2 separate regions of the Mus musculus genome follow, and region 2 is linked to region 1. The links are chromatin contacts, called in public Micro-C maps. All regions are on one chromosome and are shown on one strand. The core of a region is the stretch at or near the end of the contact, and the rest is flanking DNA. Distances in the headings are between cores, read along the strand shown. Region 1 holds the start of Anp32b (acidic (leucine-rich) nuclear phosphoprotein 32 family, member B). Region 2 holds the start of Gabbr2 (gamma-aminobutyric acid (GABA) B receptor, 2).

The links. A called contact is a pair of places that touch in the nucleus more often than the background predicts.
Region 2: a Micro-C map of embryonic stem cells shows a contact between it and region 1, with 8 times the contacts expected there. The contact joins the promoter of Gabbr2 here to the promoter of Anp32b in region 1. A contact is called at or near these places in 1 of 39 promoter capture datasets (pre-B cells) and 1 of 484 Hi-C or Micro-C datasets (embryonic stem cells).

The regions. Positions count from the first base shown.
Region 1 is chr4:46,449,452-46,452,241 of GRCm38.p6, reverse strand. Anp32b (acidic (leucine-rich) nuclear phosphoprotein 32 family, member B) reads right to left here and starts at 1,316. Exons shown (of 7, transcript NM_130889.3): 1 at 893-1,316. The coding sequence starts at 946.
Region 2 is chr4:46,990,448-46,993,223 of GRCm38.p6, reverse strand. Gabbr2 (gamma-aminobutyric acid (GABA) B receptor, 2) reads left to right here and starts at 1,510. Exons shown (of 19, transcript NM_001081141.2): 1 at 1,510-2,116. The coding sequence starts at 1,799.

The DNA of each region.
Region 1 (2,790 bases), core at 67-2,566:
CAGCGCGAGGGCGGCCGGCTCACCCGGCGGAGGAAGACGGCGCCCGCCAACATGGCGCTGTGGCGCGCCCCGGCTGGCGCGCGGAGCCGCCGGCCGCCCACACCGAGGGGCCGGCCTCCCTCTCGGGCAAGGCCCCGGGCGGCGGCGCGGGGGAGGGCGAAGCCACCGCGGCGGTGACGGTGCCGGGCCGGCTGGCCCGGGGAGCCCGCGTGGGCAAGGCCGAGGGCGAAGGCGAGCCGGGCAAAGGAGGGGCAAAGTTGGATTTTTTTAGGCTTGAAAAAATGGCGGGAAGCGCATCCTTTTTTCAAACTTGGCCTCGGGAGGGGCGGCGGTTGCGCCACCTCCGCCGCCAGGCCCGCCCCTCCCCCGTTCCGCGCCAGGCCGCGCCCGAGGGGGGCTCCGCGCCCCCCTCAGGGACCCGAACACCCTCCTCGGCGGCGAGGCCCTGTCGGCCGCGGGGCGCATGGAACCCGGCCCGGCCCCGCGGCGGGCCTGGCGGCGGCGCGGCGCCTCGGCAGGCCCGGCCTCCGCCCGGCCGCGCATCCCGGGAGGCTGCAAACATGGCTCCCAGCGTTACACAACCCCCGCGCCCGCCCTCGCCGCCGGCCACACGCGCGAGCGCTCCCTCCGGGAGAGGACCGGGCGGGCGAGCGGCTCAAAGTTTGCTTCTCCACCCGCCGTCCTCCCCGTGGCCGCGGGGGCCCGCGGGCGCCAAAGAGTTAAAGCCCGCGCGCTCGCTCCCCCCTCCGCGCCTTCCGCCCGCCTTCCCTGTCCCCGTCCGAGCTGCGAGCAGCGCCTTCCCCGCGCCGCGGCCGGAGCCCGGTGGCCCGCAGGTGGCCACCATTACTTGCAAGTCATCGGGGGGCGCGGGCGCCCGAGGGGTTCTGCTTACGGCTGCCGGGGTCCGGTTCCTCAGCTCCAGGTGGATCCTCCTCTTCATATCCATGTTCCCCTCGTCCCCCCTCTCCAAACTTAACTTTCCGCGGCGGGGGCGGAGGGGGGAGAGGCGACCCGGCCTGCGCGGCGAGGGCCGTCGGAGGGAGGCGGCTGGAGGAGGCGGCGGCGTGGTCCCCGGGCGGCGTGCGGGCGTGCGGGCGAGCGGAGCCCCCGGAGCCAAGTTACTCGCGGGAGCGGAGAGAAACCATGGAGGGAAAAGGGGGCTGGAGCGCGGCTCTGGCCTCACTACCGCCGCCCCCGGCCAAGGCCCCGCACTGCGCTTAAACCGGCGACGCGACGCGGCGGCTGCTCGGCTCCACTCGGCCCTGCGCGGCGCCGCTCGGCTCGGGAGCCCGGGCTGCAGCGCGGACTTGGGAGGCGCACGGAGGGCGGGGCGGGACCCGCCTTAAGCTCAGCCCGGACTGCGGCGCCGCCTCCCGGGTCGCGCGCGCCTCCTGGCCCTCGGGTCGCACGTGGGCTGGCTGATGTAAGACCTTCCGGTGCCGGGACCCCCGCCCCCACCCCCACCGGCACCCGCGCTCTCCTGGAGGTCGACGGGCAGGCTCAGCCTCGCGCCTTCTTCCGGGCTCTCCCGGACCCAATTTCGCCTGAGCCTTCGGGCGCCCTCAGAGGCTGTGGCTTTGGGGTTCACCCTGTTCCTCCCAGTTTTGAGGCCCATAGCCCGACCTCGCTGCCTTTAGGTCCAGTGATGTTAGAAGTGCCATCGAGGACCCTGGTGAGGCTGTGCTCGCTTCCCCGCCGTGTTGTACTAAAACATCAGCAGGGGCAGGCAGCTCCAGCCTCTTGCCCAAGCCACGCCGCATCTGAGCATCCCCAGTTCAGGAAACTTTCCCCTTGGCACGTGTTTGTTTTTAAAAATAAAAAATTTAATATACTTTAGAACTTTATCAGTACTTAAACTACAAACTAGCCAAGGAGACAGAAAACAACTATACATAAACACTGTTTTTAAACATGTGAGCCACTAGTGAAGGAAACCATTAGTAATTTTAATGACGCCTCAGTCCCCACCTTCTGACTTTTATCTCTTGGGGCACCCGTGGAAGATGTATACATTCTTGGTCACCATTAAGTTGAGTCCTGGGTTGGCAGCCTTTGTCAAAGTCTAATTTTAAGGGTCCCTGGATTTAAAGCACACGGCGTTGTGTTAAATGAGGAGCCTACCTCTGATATTAACCAGAGGCACTAAAGATTACTGTTTACTGGAGAAAAACATCATCTAGGTATTACCCTAAGATTTTAGTGCAAGAAGCCTCTTCCTATCATCCCATTTTGCCTTAGAGGCCCAAACTTTTAAATGATTATATATCAGATTCAGAAATAATAATTCAAGAGAAAAGAAGATGTGTAGGTTATGGGGGAAAGGTGAATAGTTATAGGTGTAGATTCACTCATAATTCCGTGGTAGTCTGGAAGGCTAAGACAGGAGAATGTGGGGAAAGGAAGGGAGTGCTGTGCTCCTTGTCACAAAAGATCTCCAACTATTACCTGATAGGCTTCACTGAGCTATGCAAAAAGCTTTTCAAAAAAAAAAAAAAAAAATCTACTGAAGCGCTTCCATAATCAATCACCGAGCATTGGCTTTTAAGAGCTTGCGCTGTTATGTCCCATTTAACTTTCAGGCAACCCCTATGAAGTTGGTGATATCTTAATTGAAAAAAAATGAGGAATTAAGGTTTAATCATCACCAGTAGCCCAACAAAGTTAAGCTTTATAGGTCTGGTTCAAATCTGCCATATTTTTGCTCCACCCTGGTCTAGAGTGAGTCACCGTTGGGGACTCTTACTTTGGTACACTGGATGGAAAACAGTTGAGGGCCCTATGAGAACAGGT
Region 2 (2,776 bases), core at 261-2,760, 540 kb before region 1:
TCTAGAATGTCTGGGGTGACTATTACCTCTAGACTATTTTTTTGGCTGGAAGATGGGGGTGCTTGGATGAGCTGTGCTCTTGTACAAAACCTTCAGCCGAGAGGGGAGGAATTATAGCCGCCTAGAAAGTGGCTATGCGGGCAGGCGCCCTGGCTGATTTGGCCTCAGGGTCTCTGGAGCTGTCCAAGGTACTGCCGTCCTCAATTCAGCCTGGGCTCTATCTTCCAGGTTTCCTCCGGGTTTCCTGCCCAGCTCCAAATATGCAGACTCCATTTAGATGACCCATTACAAACTGTGTGGAGGAACGGGATCTAGAGCTACTGAGAGCACCGTGGCCTCCATGTCCTCCTTTTGGAAGGGCTTTCCAATATCAGGGGTGCATAAGAGTCCTTTGTGGCTGTGCATTCTGCTTCCCCTGTATTAGCTGTATATTATCGATCAGTGTATTCTTCTGTAAAACGGGAATGATAGACCCACTGTACTAAGCGTATACGGCTGTTTTGAGGATACATCAGATATGTCAGGTAGCAAGCAGTTAGTGAAGGTTAAATTCCCACCCTTGTTACAAGGTCGTGCTTTTGGTCCACAATGCTTGGATGGGCTGTTTTATAATGTAATGTAATGTATCCTTGTACTAGTCAGGCTTTGGGATGTTGTAGGTTAGTGCTCACAAGTGCCATGATTCACAGGGAGGCACAGAGGGGTTACTCAGGTTCATCTTGTCCAGGACTACTTTGCCTGGGGTTATCCAGTGTGTTTATACCACCTGGGAGACAGAATGAGCCAAGTCCAGGCTGTGCTTCTTGGGACTGAAGACAGGGTTCCCACCCAGGGGAGAATTTTAAGGCGGGGCCCTCTGGGACTGGGGACACCGGGAGGTCAAACGCCTGGAGGAGGCGGTAGTACTCATAGGTCTCCTATCCCAGCCCTGACCTGGGCTTGGCAAAGGACTCCAGACTGGATCAAGGGTCCCAGGTTCCCTGGTAGCTGGCACAGGAGAGCGCAGGCTGCTGGTGCCCCTAGGACACCTTTGTAGAACGTTCGTTTCCTCGACTCGCCCGCCCAGACCTGGGAGAAGCAGTACCCAACCACCTTGCAGGTGCTACAGGAAGCGCAAGGCGAGGCGCCCGCGTCCCCCGCGCATAGCAGCTTCGATTCCCCCGAACGTGGGGCTCTGGAGCTCAGTCCCCGGCGGCGGGGTCAGCCGGCCGCAGCAGCCGGCGCGGCGCAGCGCCCGGGGCGCGAGTGTGCGTGTGCCGGGAGCACGGCCCTCCCCGCGGCAGCCGCAGCGCCGGCGCCTCCCCCTCCCCCGGCGCGCACGGCCCGTCCCTGTCCCCGGAGGCGGCCCGAGCCGCCGCTCAGCAGCCTTGCCTTCGCCTCCCGAGCCTCCTGCCGCCCTCCCTCCCCTGGCCGGGCTCCAGGGTCCGACGTCCCGCGGCTCCGAGCAGGAAAGAGCTGCGATCGCGCACGGAGGCGGGAGGAGGCGGCCGGGTGCGGGGCGGCCGCGCTGGAGAGAGGCGCGCGGAGACTCGGCCCCCTCGGCGCTCGCTCGCTCGCTCGCTCGTTGGCTCCCCGCCTCCCGCACTCCGCTGGCTCCCACCCCTTCCCGGCGTGATTGATCCGTCACGGGCGCCGCCGCCGCCGCCGCGGCCGTTCTGAGCGAGCAGAAGCCGGAGCCGAGCCGGGGCCCGTGCCGGCGCCATTGCGCGGGAGCCGCGGGCAGAGCTCGGCGCCGGGCGGCGGGCCGGGCCAGGCCATGCGGGCCGAGTGAGCTGGCGCCCGCAGCCCGCGGCGCGGCATGGCTTCCCCGCCGAGCTCCGGGCAGCCCCGGCCGCCGCCGCCACCGCCGCCGCCCGCGCGCCTGCTGCTGCCCCTGCTGCTGTCGTTGCTGCTGTCGTTGGCTCCCGGGGCCTGGGGCTGGGCGCGGGGCGCCCCCCGGCCGCCGCCCAGCAGCCCGCCGCTCTCCATCATGGGCCTCATGCCGCTCACCAAGGAGGTGGCCAAGGGCAGCATCGGGCGCGGCGTGCTCCCCGCCGTGGAGCTAGCCATCGAGCAGATCCGCAACGAGTCACTCCTGCGCCCCTACTTCCTGGACCTGCGACTCTACGACACCGAGGTAAGTGTCCAGTGACCCATGCCGTCGAGGCTGGGGGCGTCGAGGAGGGACAGAGCCGTGATTGTCTCCTCCTCGCTGGCTGACCGCGTACTGGGTCCATCAGGGTCTCACTGGGCTTGGCTGGAGCAGGTGGGACCCTGATCTGTGAGCACCTTCCACCTCTGTGTGGGTGTGGAATGGGGGTCTCCTTTGACCAGAGGAGGAGTTAGAGATGTGAGAGGTTGGACTCCCAGAGGCCTGCGCCGGTTGCCCCTGTCCGGTGCTGCTCCTAGGGTTGTCAGGTGCCAAGTAAGAGGAACACGCACACTGATTACAAACTGGGCCAGCCACAGCTGGACAGGCTATGGGGCCTATTCCCAGACCCTAAAAATTCCAAGCCGCCCTTTTAGGGCTAGAGGGCTCCAGGACCCTCGGGGGCCAAGCTTCGGGCAGGACCGATCCTGTGGTGCACTTCTGCAGCTCAGGGCTCGCGCGCGCCACGGTCAGCCTCGGAGCCCGGAGGGTTCTGCAGCGCTGCTGCCTGGATCTGTCCAGCGCTGGCAGTAGCTGGAGCAGTTTTGGGAGACTCCCCTTCCCCCTCTCCCCGCCTTGGGTTAGTTGCTCATAGAGTGGCTTGACAGGTCTAGCCCGGGACGTGTGGTGGTGTCCGATCGCGCTTCC